4 separate regions of the Sus scrofa genome follow, and regions 1, 2 and 4 are each linked to region 3. The links are chromatin contacts, called in public Hi-C and HiChIP or PLAC-seq maps. All regions are on one chromosome and are shown on one strand. Each heading gives the region's core, a stretch centred on a gene start, on an enhancer-like site or on the middle of the called end of the contact. The rest is flanking DNA. Distances are from core to core; before and after follow the strand shown. Region 1 has its middle 210 kb from the start of TOMM20. Region 2 has its middle 160 kb from the start of IRF2BP2. Region 3 overlaps LOC110256735 (a long non-coding RNA gene). Region 4 has its middle 110 kb from the start of IRF2BP2.

Region 1 (3,781 bases), core at 145-2,644, 140 kb before region 3:
AAGGAAGTCCTCTCAGAGATTTTTAAAAAGCATCTGATGTGGAGAAGGGAAGGAAAAATCTTGGCCTTCCTCAAGATTGTGGTGGGCTTAAGCCTATGTAATCACATTTCATGTATATATCATAAACCGTGGTTTTCATATAATATGTAAACCATGAAATAATTTTATTTGGTCAGTAGTCTGACATGGAGTCAGTAGTTTCTAGCTTGTAAGCCAACATAAAACAGTCTGTGTCCACTTCAGGAAGAGAAACTTTTCCATCCTCTGAGACAGGGGTTCCCGTCTCCAGGAACCCACAGGGATGCTTTGAAGGGGCCCTTAATGGTTCTGCCCACACGTAGACCTGGCCCAACGTTTCTTCTCCAAAGACAGCAGCTGTGTACTCCCTGAACCCCCAGGCCCAAACCTTCCACAGCTGGCACAAATGAGAAATTTTTTACTAACTTAATAGAGGGGTGGGTGTGACATGGCATGGAATAAAGTCAGGATGCTGAACTGCTGCTCCGAGAATCTGTGACCATAATTCTAACCCCTCTCCCCACCACCAACAAATCACTTAACTCCTCTCCCCACCCAGACAAATCATTTACTCTCCCTGAAGCCCTTTTTTTTTTTTACTGTAAAATTTTCATTGATTTAACTTCAAAACGAAACAAAACGAATCTGTGTGTTAGATGTCAGAAAAGTAGTTACCTTTGAGCTGGGTGGCATGTCACTGGAATGGGACATGAATGGAACAATGAGGGGCCCTGAAGCCTTTTTGAAAAAGTTATTTGAGAAATGTGAATTACAAGCGTCTCTGAAAATACACAGTACATGCATGTCCTGTTCCACAGGCTATTCACTCTCCTTGGAATATACCTGCAATGTTCTTCCCTCTTCCCCTTCCCCTTCTTCCAGGAAATCCCTCTGTGTCTTTCAAGACTTAGCTTGGAAGTCACCTCCTCCAGGAAGCCCTGCCATACCCCCAGAAGTCTGAGATGGGTGTCTTTCTCTGTCTGCCATGCGCCTGGGCTCCCTCCCACCATGACACTGGTGGTCTCTCTCTTTCATTCAACGGTGAACTCCTTGCCAGCAAAGGGGGTCTTGACCACCACTGGATCCCCAGAACCTAGGCAGGCAGAACCTGGCCCATAGTGATTCTCAAAAAGATCTGGTTGAACAAATGAATCATAAAGCTAAAGTCCATACTCCAAGCCATATTTTCTCATTTGCTTGCAAGATGACATAGAGATTACACCTCTGGAAATAAACAAGTCAGAGGTTGTGAGATCAGAAAGTTGGGTCAGAAAGCAGAGCAAGGGGCAGGAGGTGCCACCACCCTGACACACCAGGCCCCTGGCTCCAACTAACCCCACTAAATGACACAGCAACACAGGGAGAGAGGGCAACCTTTCTGCCCCTGGTCAGGCTGTAAAAAGTGGTGGCAAGAAAGCATGTCCTAGTTTGCCTCCTCAGATGATGCCAGCCTGTGGAATTTAACCACGAGAATATTGATAAATCCCAGAACAAAGTTAGAGGCCAAAGTCAATATGTGGCAGCAGCCAGAATTATAGTCATCCTGGGTCCCAAAGGTCATCTGGTCAACCCTCTGCTCTGCCTACAAATACCTGTGGATCCAACCCATCACTCCCAGTCATGGGGGCGGGGGAGGTTTCAAAATCTCAAGACTCCAAGTTTTAAGTGGTAAAGAAAAAAAAAAATTCAGTCCCTGATTCCTCCAATACAGTGATGTTTTTGAGAGTCAATAGGCCACTTAAAATACACACTGTGCTACGATGGGACCCACCACAAGGAACACCAAGATGAGAAGACATGTCATACCTGCCCTCAGAAAGCTCATGATGGAAACGGGGCAAAGAGCCTGGTTCAGCTGTGGGCACAGGTGGGGTCACCCATACTAAGAGCTGTAAGGGGAGCGTGAGTGGACGAGAGGAGGCAGAAGCCATGCCCAGGAAGCTCTGCTGAACAACTGGCTCCATTCCTTCAAAAACTCCACCAACTCAAAGAGTAGACTTGACTCAAAAGAATCTACACTTAGAAAAAGTTGGGACAATTGGAGAAATTTCCATCTGAATTGGGTGTTGAGTGAGAGCAAGGAGTTATTGGTAATTCTTAGGTCTATAACGGTGATATCATTACATCTGAAAGGCCCATCTTTTTTAGAGGTGTCCAATCCAGCATGTAGAGGGAAATGACACGAGGCTTTTAAAAAAATCAGAGTGAGGGGAGTTCTGGTCATGGTTCAGTGGAAATGAATCTGACCAGCTTCTATGAGGACACAGGTTCAATCCCTGGCCTCGCTCGGTGGGTTAAGGATCCGGCATTGCCATGAGCTGTGGTGTAGGTCATAGATGCGGCTCGGATCTGGTGTTGCTCAGGCTGTGGTGTAGGCCCCTAGCCTGGGAACCTCCATATGCCACGTGTGAAGCCCTAAAAAGACAAAAAAATAAAATAAAATAAAATATTAAAAAATCAGAGAGAGAAAGGTAATCGCACTCTGCTCTGGGGAGTTTTGAAATGTTCATCATTTAGAAAGGTTAAAAATGAAAATAAGGGAGCATGTGGCAAGAGAGGCACTTTCAGCTGAGCCGAGACTGGCGAGCAGGATGTCACAGATAGAAATGGACAGGAGTGTCATTTCTGGGACGGGGGGGGGGGGGGGGGCGGGTGGCACCCAGCAGCGATCCTGAAGGAAGAGGGTCTGGGGGGATCTCAGGAACCGGATTCAGATTAGAGCTCCAAACATCAGCCTGGTGTGGGTGAAGAGACCCACCTATGTTGGCCTCTTCCTCAAGCTAGGCCAAGAAATAAAGGGCAAAAGACTCCACAAATACTTGGCCCTGAATGCAGACCAAGGGGGAGGGCCCACACTGAGTGTGCTGACCCTTGCCTCAAGGACAGTCCCCTGCACCTGTCACTGCTTGTACAATTGCTTGTCCTGGTGGACCCAGGCTCTATCACATGAGATACAGTTGTTTCCCTTTGGGGGACCCCTTGGTCTTCTTGGAAATATAGCTCCCATTGCTCCCCCTCCTCTGGATTTTCCAGCATCTCCAGAGAAAGCAGATCAGAGGTGATCACACAAGAGGGAGACTTGAGGTCATCCGCTCAGTGGCACATCCACCTGCCTTGTCCCCACCACTCCTCCCACCCCAGAGCTGGATCCCACCCTGCCTGACTCTGTCTCTGGAGGGAAGTGTGGCTAAATCTGGCTCTGCTGTCCTATCCATGCAACCCCGCCCCAGCCAGGGGGCCTCTGCTGGGGTGGTGTGGGCTCTCAGGATTGGGGCCAACCTGGTTTTTCTGAGATCGCTGAACAAGGAAGCCTGGCCATCTCCCCAGAGTAGCCTGAGTTTTCACCTCTGGGGGTAATGGCACTTGACAGCCTGAGAGTCTTTCAGAAACTGCCAGGGTTCACGTGGGCAAGGCGGGAGGTTCCTCACTTCCAAGCTTATCTTTGCTCTGCAGCCCTGGTATGTAACTGCTGAGGGTTGCAAAATGAAAGAGAAAATATTTACAGTGAGAGTTGACCTAAAAAGAATCCTAGACGGGGTGGTGGTGGGGTGGTCAGGGTACCTTCAGCTTGGCCTGACCTCTTCCAGACAGAGGGCTTCAGGGGAAGGCCCAGCCACATGGTACAAAGAGCACGGCTGTCAGGCTGTGCCTGAGTTCAAATCCTGCCTCCCCACTTGCTAGTCTGGGCGACAGAGCTCACCACAGCTAACGTTCCCCATCTCAGAGGTCTTTGCAGATTAACGGAGATGTGAGTAAGTCAGAC
Region 2 (3,806 bases), core at 54-2,553, 200 kb before region 3:
TGGGATTGGGTTTCACAAGTCAAAGCGGGATCAGGGGTTCCCACTGTGCCTCAGTGGTAACAAACCCAACTAGTATCCATGAGGATGTGGGTTCAATCCCTGCCCTCGCTCAGTGGGTTAAGGATCTGGCATTGCCGTGAGTTGTGGTGTAAGTTGCAGGTACAGCTCGTATCCTGAGTTGCTGTGGCTGTGGTCTAGGCCAGCAGCTGCAGCTCTGATTTGACCTCTAGCCTGGGATTTCCATATCCTGTGGATGTGGCCCTAAAAATTAAAAAAAAAAAATGGGATCAGAGAGTTCTGGGTGAAAGTTGGGCTTGACTTTCACCCAGAACCAAGGCCACATGTGGAGGGAAAGTGCGTCTAGCTGCTGGCCGTTTCTGGAGGTCTGGATCAGAATGAGAAAAGTAGGCCTCCCCTTTGCAGCTTGCAGCCCCAAGCTGTGTGGTCTTAAAGCCTCAGGATCAGTGAGTAGGCCTCAGGCCAAAATTTCAGGCTTAGGTTTGTGGGCCCAAATGGGTAGGCTGTCATCATGAGGAAGCATGTATAAAGTTTAGTGGTGGTTTTTGGTTTGTTTTGTCTTTAGACTATTAAGAGTGTGGAATACAGCCGTCTGGAGGGTTTAGCATAAAGTCACCCCCAGCATAGTCCTTGACACCTGGTAGGAATTCCATGTATGGGAGCTATGGGCTTCTCCCGCCTCTGCACAGAGAAAGGCCCAGCCCTGCCTGGTCCAGCCTGACTGCTGGGAGCAGCCGCCTTTTGCAAAGAACGATGCCCTTCCCCCAGCTCAGGGGGCTGGTTGTGTGGGTTCAGCTCCTTCCACCTGTAACTGGGTCACGTCTTACTTACACGCCTTGTACCCGGCCAAAGAACTCAAAGGAGAGTTGTTCATTAGGACTGGGTTAGGCAACCCCGCTGCTCTTTTCTGGTGTGCTGTGTGAGACTGTAAGGCAATCCCAGCTTACGGCGGGGTTTCGGTGTCACCGAGAGTTCCCAGCGCTTTGTGGCAGCTCCCATTCATTCCAGACAAAGCCGAATGAGCAGTGGCTCATGTTTCCTAATCACAGGGCCCCGCAGCGCCCCATCCCAAGGCCACGCTGGACACTTCCGGGGTGCGCTCATTGAAGGAGCGCAAAGGGCTTAAAGAAAACCCTTTCTTTATTTGGGAGGTATTATTATCTGGGTTTTACTGACAGAGGTACCGACAGGTGAGGTGACCTGCTTTGGGACCACACAGTAAGAAGGGGCTGGGCTGAGGTGGGGGCTGGGGCAGCTGCCTGGAGCTCCTTGGCCGGGAGATGACCGCATAGAAAGCAGCTTGCACAGAGCCTGTCCTGGCCAGGCCCCGGGGGGACTCATGAGCAGACTAACCTCAATAACAAAGGCCGGTGCAGATGAAATTGAAAAGCTCCAGCCTGAGGAAATGTGGGCAGAGACCTGCCTTATCCTTGAGAAAGCAGGATGTAGGACATTACAAGGACAGAGCACCTAGACGCCAGAAATTGGAGCTCCCTGATGGCTCACGGGGTTAAAAAGCTGGCGGTGTCACCGAGGCCGCTCAGGGGCCAAAAAAAAGAAGAAAAGGCACTAGCACTCAGATGAGCAGCTCCTTTTTCAGCCCCTAGTGCTGCCCAGCAGCAGGCCTCCCAGACTGAGTCCCAGAGAGGACATGTCACCACCCCGACTCCTCTGTGACAATGTTATTCTTCATAATAATCCTAAATGCTACAAGAGTAACAGCTAGAAAAGAAGAGCAGAGAGTCTTTTTCAGACCCAACAGAAAAATTAAAAATACAATATATATTTCAGTACCAAACGGATGTCATGGATTAGTACCTATAATTGCATGAATTACATTTCAGTTATGTTCATGTATTTGGGGGGGAGGGGGAGGGAAAACACATGGAACGTATATATTGGTCTATTGCAAAAAATGAGTAATAACATTAGAGTTTCTGTTTTTGATGTTTAGGTTCATTTGTCCATGAACTGGAAAAACTGATCTTCAAATTTTCATGCAAAATGGACAGTGCAGCCAGGTTCGTCCATCTACCTTTACTCCTGGTTAATCAAAGAATGACCTTTGTAACAATTTTGGAAAATAGCTTTCCCATAAAGCGATACATATATAGTTATGAAAACTTGTAAAATACTTATAGCAAAGGGTCACAAAAATTCAGTTTCACAATAAATTCTAGAAATTGCAGTACTGACCACAGTTTTATTTCTCCAGGATCCAGCCCACTGTCTTTCAAATGTATCCATATTGAGAAACTTTAACCCCCCCAAAAGTTCCAAGTTTGACAGAATTGAAGTAACTCAAGGTTCATATAAAGATGCACAGAGAGAAACAATAGCATGATAAATATATAGAAATAAAGAAAATCCAGAGCAAGGGAAGAAAGAAGTAAGAGGGAAAAGTCACGTTTAGTCTCAATGCAATGACATAGTTGCTAGCATTGAACAGTAAATTTTAGTCTACACTCTGAGCTTCCTGGCAGCCAATGGAAAAAGGGAGCCATGGTCATATATGAGATTTACATTGACAGAAAAGAAATTGCTATGGCAAAGGCTTAAGAAAACCTCTTTCTTGGAGTTTCTATCATGGCGCAGTGGAAACGAATCCGACTAGGAACCATGAGGTTTCGGGTTTGATCTTTGGCCTCGCTCAGTGGGTTAAGGATCCAGCGTTGTTGTGAGCTGTGGTGTAGGTCGAAGATGCAGCTCAGATCTGGCATTGCTGTGGCTGTGGCGTAGGCTGGCAGCTACAGCTCTGATTTGACCCCTAGCCTGGGAACCTCCATATGCTATGGGTTCGGCCCTAAAAAAGGACAAAAAAGACAAAAAAAAAAAAGAAGAAGAAGAAGAGGAAGAAGAGATCCTTGTAAACACCCGCAGAGGATTCCAGTCCGGGGCTGCTGAGTCCACTGTGGGAGACAAAGAGTTACAGGGCAATTTGATTCGGCTTCTGTTTCCCTCACATATTGGATTCAGACCAAGAAAGGATGAACTTGGGAAAGAGGTAGCAGGGGCCCCAGAGGTCCTGTGAACAAACATCAGAAAGTGAGTCACAAAAAAAATTAAGACATTAGAAAACTTGTGTTTAGCACATTTTAAAACCGAGGTTAGATGAATAGCAATGCTGAATCCGACGGACAAGATCAATAATAACAAGGAAGATAAAGGAGAGAGCCGGGCAGCAGGGATGGATTAACATTCCTTTTGAACTTCACATTTGCCCCCTCCCCCAGTGGCTCCACCTGCCAGGACGCAGCTTCAGCTCTGGGTCCAGGCGTGCAGGGACCTGTACCCAAATCCTCCCTCCAAAGCATCTTCCCTGGTGGTAATGGCAGACTGGTTCATCATGGACTGCCTTCCTGCCGAAAACACTGGGAAACGTGGGCAAGATACTTTTTTTTTTTTTTTCCAATCTAGTTGAAGCCATCAAAAAATCACTGGGGCAGTGAGAAACTAAGGAGTTAAGATCTCAGAGAAAAGGCTTGAGCAGAAAGAGGAGTCTTAACCACTTTTCTCTTTGGCACTTGCAAGTTTCCAAGCAGCGGCTGAGAAGTCGAGGCCTCTTATAGGGCTGGGGTGGCAAAAAAAGGAATTCGGAGTCCAGCAAGGAGGGAGAGTCAGTTTAAATACCTCAGACTTTCAGGTGAGACTCCCCACAAAGGGATGATCCAGAAAGAGATCAGCCTGTAGAAAGCCAGAATCATCTTGAAAGAGCTCAGTCCTTGACTGGATTAATGTGATATAAAATAAAGCAATACATTTCTAAACAAATCACAAGTCAATGTAGA
Region 3 (3,679 bases), core at 970-3,469:
GCCACCAGAGTTCCACGGCCACGTTGCAGCCCCGGTGTCCCTGCGCCTCCCACTGGCCAGTCCTTGGACTGTTCCAGAACTGGACACGGCCAGCACTGCAATGTGAACTGGCAAAGGGGCCCCATGTGCCCCTCAACCCCAGGTGGAGGCATCCATGACAGACTCGCCAGGCAGATTCCAGCCCCTGCAGCCCCTCCTGCAGCCACAACCTCGAAGGCCACAGATCGTCCTCACGAAGGTAACAGAGTGTTAAAAGTGACACTCTGGAGGCCAAGCTGCTTTCACTATGAAATCCCAAAGCAAGAAGTAGTCAGGGGAGATGGTCAAAGTCCTGCTGCCCTTGCCCTCCTCACCCCCCTGGAGAATATAACAAGTCAGCTCCTTGAGAGACAGGCTTCTGAAGAGAGGATTTTCTGAGAAGGGTATCTTTGGAGAAAGCTGTGCTTCCTGAAGGGCAGGTGGGGGCCGGCCTCTCACCTCAATCGCGTTGGGGGTTTCCCCAAAGTTGCTTGGAGAACTTTTCATGTGACTCCTTTTAGCTGAAAGGCAGAAAAGTCTGGGGCCTTTTCCCATCAAGGAAATAGGGGTGGGGGTCAGTGGGCTGAATAAAGGCCCAACTGAGGTCAAGTCTAATTCCTGGAACTTGTAAATGTGACTTTATTGGCAAGAGTCTTTGCAGGTGGGATTAAGCACCTTATTTGGAAAAAGAGTCTCTTATTTGGAAACAGAGATGGGTTTAAACGAAGACACTTGAGATGGGGAGTTATCCTGGATTTCCAGAGCCCTACATGCAATTGCACATATGCCCACTAGAGGGAGGCAGAGGGAGGTTTAACCACACAAGGAGGCGACGTCAAATGTCACCAGAGGGGATGGGGCCACAACCCAAGAAATGCTGGCAGCCACCAGAAGCGGGAGAGGCAACAAGATGAATCCCTCTAGAGCCTGTAGAGTGAGCTCAGCCCTCCTGACACTGGATTTCCGCCCAGTAAACTGATTTCAGCCTCCTGTCCTCCAAGGTGTGGAAGGGTACATTCTTTTCCTTTCAAGCTGTCACGTCTGTGGTCATTTGTAACAGCATCCACAGGGAACTAATTCACCTGCAGCATTCTGCTTGGGGGGTGGGGCCAGGAGCAAGCTGGGGTTGGGGTCACCCTGCATCCCGGAGTTTGTCAGGCAGAGTGATGTGTGAAGGTCAGAGCCAGATGTGGACCTCATGGAAGGGAGCCAGGATGACCTCGTCCCTATTTCTCATCTCTGCCTGGAGGGGCAGAGACTCCCCGCAGCAAGAAGAGGAGGGAAAAGCTGCAAGTGACCACCCAGAAGAGGGACACCTCAGGAGAAAGGTCAGCTTCAACCGCAGCAGGGTCCCACCGCACCCACTCAAGTAAGAGCTATGCTCTGCCTTCCTCTCACCCTGAACCCCAGCTCCCCACTCGGGGAGGAGTGGGAGGGGCCATCGGAGTCCAGCAGAGAAGCCCCCTTTCCCACGGAGGCTTCCAGCCCTAAGCAAGCTAAGCTGGAGCTGGGGTGAAGAATGGGATGTCAAATTTGAGGGTTTTGACTAATATCTTGGCCTGGATATTCAAATTCCAAATTGAGACTGTTTTCCATTTAAAGCGACCTTAGGACAGACTATTTCCTAAGAGGAGCAAAAAAGGCAGCGCCTGCCAGCGTTTTCATCCCAGGCCAGGAAACATTCATCTCGCTGAATCCATTTTAAAGGGGCAGCAGAAAAAAAAAAAAAAAAAAAAAAAACCTGAAGCTGCATTCCCCTGAGACCACGAGCCCGGCTTATTCAACACACTAGTTGCAAACGCTGGTGAAAACATCTCGGTGAAACGGAGAGTCGCCGAGTTCCTGTGAAAGGAAAAAATGCAAATTTGTTTTCAGTATCACTTTTAAGCTTCCTGAGTGGAGTCTTTGGCCCGGACTGACTCGCATTGACGTCATTCCCGAGTTGGCCATATCGGAGCAGCTGTTCGCTTCCTCCCTCGGCCTCAGCCCCTGGTGCAGAAAACACGCTGGTTTTGTTTCATGGAAGATTAAAAACATTTGCTGCTGCGTCCATAATTCACAACCCCTGCTATCACTGGGACCGGGAAGACTGGACAAGAGATGCTAGGTCCCCTTCTCCAAACCCAGGAGAAACCGACAGAGGGCCAGACACAGGATTACGCATCCGCAGGCACCCAGCCCAGACTCCAGCCCCCACACCCTTTCCCTTTCTCTTGGAACAGGAGGCAATGGATCTAACCACCGTTCAACACATGGTCATGTGAACGAAGCTGCTTTGCCCTCACAGCTTCAAGGGAGACGGGACCAGGCTGCACAGCCCTGGATAAACGCCCCTTGCCTCTGGCCTCACAGCAAAGGCTCAGCAAAGCCAAGGTGAAAAGCAAGCTCCCCGGCTCCTCGAAAGATTGTTGCGGGGGTGGGGTGCGGGTGTTGATGGTGGCAATGCTGACTGACATACGGCCTGCCCTGAACCTGAGGTGGGGATCCTGACTCTGCCTGGGACCTTCTGGTTCCTTCCTTCCGATGCCCAGGAAGGGACTCTGGGCAGGCAAAGTCCAGCTGACACATCTCCTGCTGTGCGGTTGGTTCTTCTCCAGAAATCCCTGGAGTCGGATCATTTGTCAAAGCTGGTAGATAATTCCACATCTTTTTTTTTTTTTTTTTTTTTTTTTTGTCCTTTTAGAGCTGCACCTAGAGCATATGGAAGTTCCCAGGCTAGGGGTCAAATTAGAGCTGCAGCTGCCGGCCTACACCACAGCCACAGCAACACAGGATCTGAGCCACCTCTGCGACCTACACCACAGCTCATGGCAATGCCGGATCCTTAACCCACTGAGCAAGGCTACGGATTGAACTGGCATCCTCATGGATACTAGTTGTGTTCATTACCACTGAGCCGCAATGGGAATCTATAATTCCGCATCTTTTTTAAATTTGTTTTCCCTTTTTACAGCTGCACCTATGGCATATGGAAGTTCCTGGACCAGGGGTCGCATTGGAACTGCAGCTGCCAGCCTATGCCACAGCCATAACAGATCTGAGACGCATCTGTGACCTAAGCCACAGCTTGCAGCAATGATGGATCCCTAACCCACTGAGCAAGGTGATTGTTTGAACCCACATCCTTAAAGAGACAACATTTGGTCCTTAATCCACTGAGGCACAACAGGAACTCCAATAATTCCACATCTTTCCATCGCGCTGCTCAGACACATCCCTTAAGTTACTGTTGTTTGGAGCCTCCATGAAAATGCAACAGAAGCAAGTAGATTCTTTACCCCTTTCATTTGTTGAGAGTGACCTTCCCTAACTAAGCCAGTGAGTTGGGCAAAGAGAAAAGATGTGAGAGAAAGAAGACCGGGTGCTGGGGGAGCGCTGGAGTGCCCATCACACCTCCCTGTGCTGTTCCAGTGCCCTCAGCAGAGACCTCAAAGAACACGGGTGTGCCCCAGAGGTAACCCCAGCTCCACAGTCCCTCTGGATGCAGAGCCAGCAAAGACCTGAGTTTGAATCCTCTGCCTCCATCACTTGTTCTGGACTCAGCGGTGTCTGTCTGAGCACTGCACCAAGCTCCACTTAACGCTTGTGGTCCAGGTGCTGCCACCACCCCACTCCCCGCTCCCAGGGGTCTTCCCTGCCCCTCCCACCCTGAGGCTGTGTG
Region 4 (3,972 bases), core at 240-2,739, 250 kb before region 3:
ATTGGGTTAAGGATCCAGCATTGCCCTCAGCTGTGGTGTAGGTTGCACATACAGCTCAAATCTGGTGTTGCTGTGGCTGTGGTGTAGGCCAGCAGCTGTAGCTCCGATTTAACCCCTAGCCTAAGACCTTCATATGCCGCGGGTACGGCCATAAAAAACAAAAAAAAAAAAACCCAAACAAACAAACAAAAAAAAGTGAAATAATCGTGGAGATGTTGAGAATAAGCCTTACCATCCCAGTCTGAGCAAAGTTCAGCGATTTCCTGTACAGTCCCAAATGGGTCCTTCTCAGCAAGACAGAGCTGAGACTTTTTTTTTTTTTTTCTTTTTATGGCTGCAGCATATGAAAGTTTCCAGGCTAGGCATGGTATCAGAGCTGCAGCTGGGGTCTATGCCACAACCACAGAACACTGGATCCAAACTGCATCTGTGACCTACACCACAGCTTGCGGCAACACCGGATCCTTGACTTGCTCATCGAGGACAGGGATCGAACCCACATCCTCACAGACACTATGTCGTGTTCTTAACCCACTGAGCCACGACGGGACCTCCTAGAGCTGAGACTTTAATGTGACAAGGAATATGTTAAGTCTTGTTGGAGAAAACTAGGCACCATGTCATGGAAGCCACTTACAGACACCTCGACCCTCTCACCAGTTTCTCTGTCTTGGGCTGTGGATTCTGTCTACAGAACCTCCCATCATGATCACCAGCAGCGTGCATGATTGAACAAAGAGCGTCTGGGCCCTCTTGAACACTGGCGATCTCTGTTGGATGAAGAGTGGCAAGGAAGCCCCTCTATTTCCTCATCTTAGCCCTTCACACTTCATCCCAGAAGCTCCACGGGACTTCCAGAGGGCAGCTCCCATCATCAGAAGCCTGCTGAGAGCAGGGAAGTGGGCTTGCAGGCTCCTAAAGAACCAGGGGCACTGCCTACAGAGGGTGATGGACATCTGGCCACACACACACACACACACACACACACACACGCAACTCACACTCACACACAACACGGTTTGAGTGTCAAATGTCCACGGGCATCATCCCCATTACAGCTGTATTTGGGAAACATCAATATTAAATATTAGCTATATATGCTTCACATATTACAAGGATAACAATCTGTTCGCACATCTGTTCTCTCTACCAGACTGTACGTCCCTTAAAGACAAAGATGGGGGTCTATCAACTTTATATCCGCAGCAGGAGACCCTCAGCCCCAGCACACAGTGGGCGCCGGATAAATATTAATTGACTGAATCAGGAAACTGAAGCACGTCCTCAAGGCCAGCCTGAAACCCAAGCCTGGACACAGCCTCCAAATTTCCATTTGCAGTCTAGTGCTTTGGCCAGGGGTAGATGAAAGCATGTGTTCCAAGCTTTGCATGATCCACAAAGAATTTTTTCTAAGCTCATTTCTAAGAAGGGGCCAAGGAGCTGTGCGTCTTTTCCTCTGGACCCAGGCTTTCATGCCTCTGCCCGATGAGTGCAGCCCGACTGCCATGCAGAAGACAGCAACCTGTGGTCTCTCTGAATGTCACAGCTGCTCCCCGCCCCCCACAAGCTGCAGGATAAACATCAGCCAGGAGGGGAGATGCTGCTGCAACGGCAGGCTGCTCTCTGCTCATCCTGCCCAGGGTCACGCTTTGAAAAATATCTCTGATTTTGTTTTCCTAGCTTGTTAACCTTTTCCTTCCCAAAACAATGCCGGTATTTGTTTTGGCTGCTTCTGCGCACGGAGGACGGGTCTGAGTTGGAGGCACAAGAGCATTTTTCCCTTAATCTCATTACAAGGGCTCCTCACTCTTGAATTCTTCCCAGGGCTCACTTGCTGTGAAGTGATTTCCTCTTGGAGTCGTTTTTTTTTTTTTTCCTCTTTGTGAAGCTGGGAGAACAAGTAGCTTTGGTTTTGTGGGGAAACAGGGAGAGACGGCAAAGACAAAGGCGGAGAAAGCCAAGCCCAGCCACCCGGGCACACACACGGGGCAGTTCTAAAGTAAAATGGACCCAACTTAAAATCTCTGCCACTCAGATTTGCCTGGGGGGACCACACTGAGGATGCGCCTCTCACTGCTGCCTCTCTTTTACCTGAAGTTTATAAAATCTGGAGTGAAAAGGGCCAGTGCTCTCCCAGCTGCCATTGCTCATGTGCTCAGAATATCTTATTTCATCCTTTCCAGCCCTTGAATGTTATCCGCCTGCCTGACTTGGTTCTCACAAGCGTGTGACTTTCCCACACTGTTCCTTCTTAGCCCAATGGACAAACTCACCTTGACTTTCTCGTCTTAGGTTTGAATGTTCATCCTCAAGCCTTAGAGGAATTTTCAGCCTAACCCATTTTTTGGTTAATTTTTCTACCTTTCACCAAAGTATTTCTTTCCCCCTTTGAATTGTTTCATAGATTGTGTCCACAAATACAGAACTGAAACTGCAAATACAGAACAGAGGGTTCTGGAAAATGAATGGTGGAGCCGGGGGGTGGGTGGGTAGAGGGAATCTGACAAAGTACACTGGCAATCAGTCTGTCGGCCGTGGCCTGAACCAGTCAAGTGACCAAGGAAAGGGGCCAGGCACATTTTGCCTGTTGTATATTGTATCAACTATTGTGTATTGTATGACCTGTAGATGGTATGTAGATTGCATGCACCCTGTTGCATGGAACGGAAACATGCCTTCACCTTTCCCAGGCCCACATTTTACTTTACAGGTTAACTAGAGAATGGTGCTTCCTACCCTTTGGGAGGCAGTGTGGGCCAGTGGTTAGAGCAGGTGTTTTCAGCAGCTTTCCTGGAACTGAGCCCTGGCCCTTTCTCTCATTAGCAACTTACTTCTCCTCACCTATAGGATGGGTATGGAGTTCCAGAGATCATTTTTTTCCTCCCCTTAAGCATTTGGACATGAACTGAGAGAGGGGAATATAAAACACAGTCCCAGGAGTTCCCATTGTGGCACAATGAGATTGGTGGTGTCTTGGGAGTGCTGGGAGGCAGTTTGATCCCTGGCTTGGCACAGTGGGTTAAGGGTCCAGTGTCACTGTACCTGTGGCTAAGGTGGCAGCTGTGGCTCGGATCTGATCCCTGGCCTGGGAGCTCCATATGCTGCAGGGTAGCCAAAAAAAGAGCAAAAAGAAATTTAAAAATAAATAAAACACACTCTCTGCTCTTTGCAAGCTGAAAAGCCAGTGAAACTCACAAGCAGAAAAGACGGGGATAGGAGCAAATTCTTGACAGCACCTCCCATGTACTCAACGCGTTCTTTGCTGCTATTCATGCAAAAGCGTGTGTGGGTGAGGCGAGGATTCTGGGAGGCTGCAAGCCCTGGTCCTCCAGCACTTATCAATCACCATTAATCCTGGGGGCTCCTAGCCCCCGCGCTGAAGAGGCGTGACTCATCCTGACTCAAATAGCAGTGCTGACACTTAATTGAATTCCAGAGCTAACGTTGCTTCCTACCTACGGTGGCAATGCTTCACAGCTCAGAACCCAAGACTGCTCTAAGCCAGGCTCTGTGTTTGGGAGAGAGAGGGTGCCTTTTTCAAGTGATTGAAAGGTCGTGTGGATGTGTATGATTCTATTTCTCTTTGACTTTCAGGCTTAAAACTTATGCAAATGTGGTCCAGGAGATAATGGACCAGACAGCAATTAGAGCTGAAGATTGCTTCCTAGGAGGCGGAGGGCAATGGCAGAACGGCCTCTTGGCACTCCCTGCCTCGCCAGTGCAATCGGCAAGCAGCTGGTCCCTCCTTTAATAATCCTTTATCTTCCCAGCAGTGACCAAGGGTGGTCGCTATTTGCTGGCTGCCCAGCTGCTGTTTAGAAGGAGAGAAATTAATGCAAGTGCAGAGAATTTTATTGAGGAAAGATTTATTTCTAGAGTCCCAATTCCAGAGGAGAGAGATGATGCTGAGTGAGGAAAAGATAATTGTTTTCCTTGGGAGCATCATGTGTTGGGCAGTTGGGTGCACGGGTC

The links. Hi-C and Micro-C count contacts between places; a contact is called where the count stands out from the background. HiChIP or PLAC-seq counts read pairs in DNA pulled down with a chosen protein or histone mark.
Region 1: a Hi-C map of liver shows a contact between it and region 3, with 2.9 times the contacts expected there. The contact joins two enhancer-like sites. A contact is called at or near these places in 1 of 47 Hi-C or Micro-C datasets (liver) and 1 of 2 datasets of contacts at active chromatin or transcription factors (skeletal muscle).
Region 2: an H3K27ac HiChIP or PLAC-seq map of skeletal muscle shows a contact between it and region 3. The contact joins two enhancer-like sites. A contact is called at or near these places in 2 of 2 datasets of contacts at active chromatin or transcription factors (alveolar macrophages and skeletal muscle).
Region 4: a contact with region 3 is called in an H3K27ac HiChIP or PLAC-seq map of skeletal muscle. The contact joins two enhancer-like sites. A contact is called at or near these places in 1 of 47 Hi-C or Micro-C datasets (embryonic fibroblasts) and 1 of 2 datasets of contacts at active chromatin or transcription factors (skeletal muscle).

What each region holds. Positions count from the first base shown.
Region 1 is chr14:56,320,449-56,324,229 of Sscrofa11.1, reverse strand. No RefSeq gene overlaps it. Among named protein-coding and RNA genes, the nearest start is that of TOMM20, 210 kb to the right of the region's middle. Within about 2 kb of position 1,394, at least 7 of the 83 cell types and tissues checked have an H3K27ac peak or open chromatin away from gene starts, as enhancers often do. A contact at or near this core is called in liver, where this site is marked.
Region 2 is chr14:56,388,093-56,391,898 of Sscrofa11.1, reverse strand. No RefSeq gene overlaps it. Among named protein-coding and RNA genes, the nearest start is that of IRF2BP2, 160 kb to the left of the region's middle. Within about 2 kb of position 1,303, at least 16 of the 83 cell types and tissues checked have an H3K27ac peak or open chromatin away from gene starts, as enhancers often do. A contact at or near this core is called in skeletal muscle, where this site is marked.
Region 3 is chr14:56,185,156-56,188,834 of Sscrofa11.1, reverse strand. LOC110256735 (a long non-coding RNA gene) reads right to left here. Exons shown (of 4, transcript XR_002338651.1): 2 at 1,760-1,860. Among named protein-coding and RNA genes, the nearest start is that of TOMM20, 74 kb to the right of the region's middle. Within about 2 kb of position 2,219, at least 37 of the 83 cell types and tissues checked have an H3K27ac peak or open chromatin away from gene starts, as enhancers often do. A contact at or near this core is called in liver and skeletal muscle, where this site is marked.
Region 4 is chr14:56,431,123-56,435,094 of Sscrofa11.1, reverse strand. No RefSeq gene overlaps it. Among named protein-coding and RNA genes, the nearest start is that of IRF2BP2, 110 kb to the left of the region's middle. Within about 2 kb of position 1,489, at least 37 of the 83 cell types and tissues checked have an H3K27ac peak or open chromatin away from gene starts, as enhancers often do. A contact at or near this core is called in skeletal muscle, where this site is marked.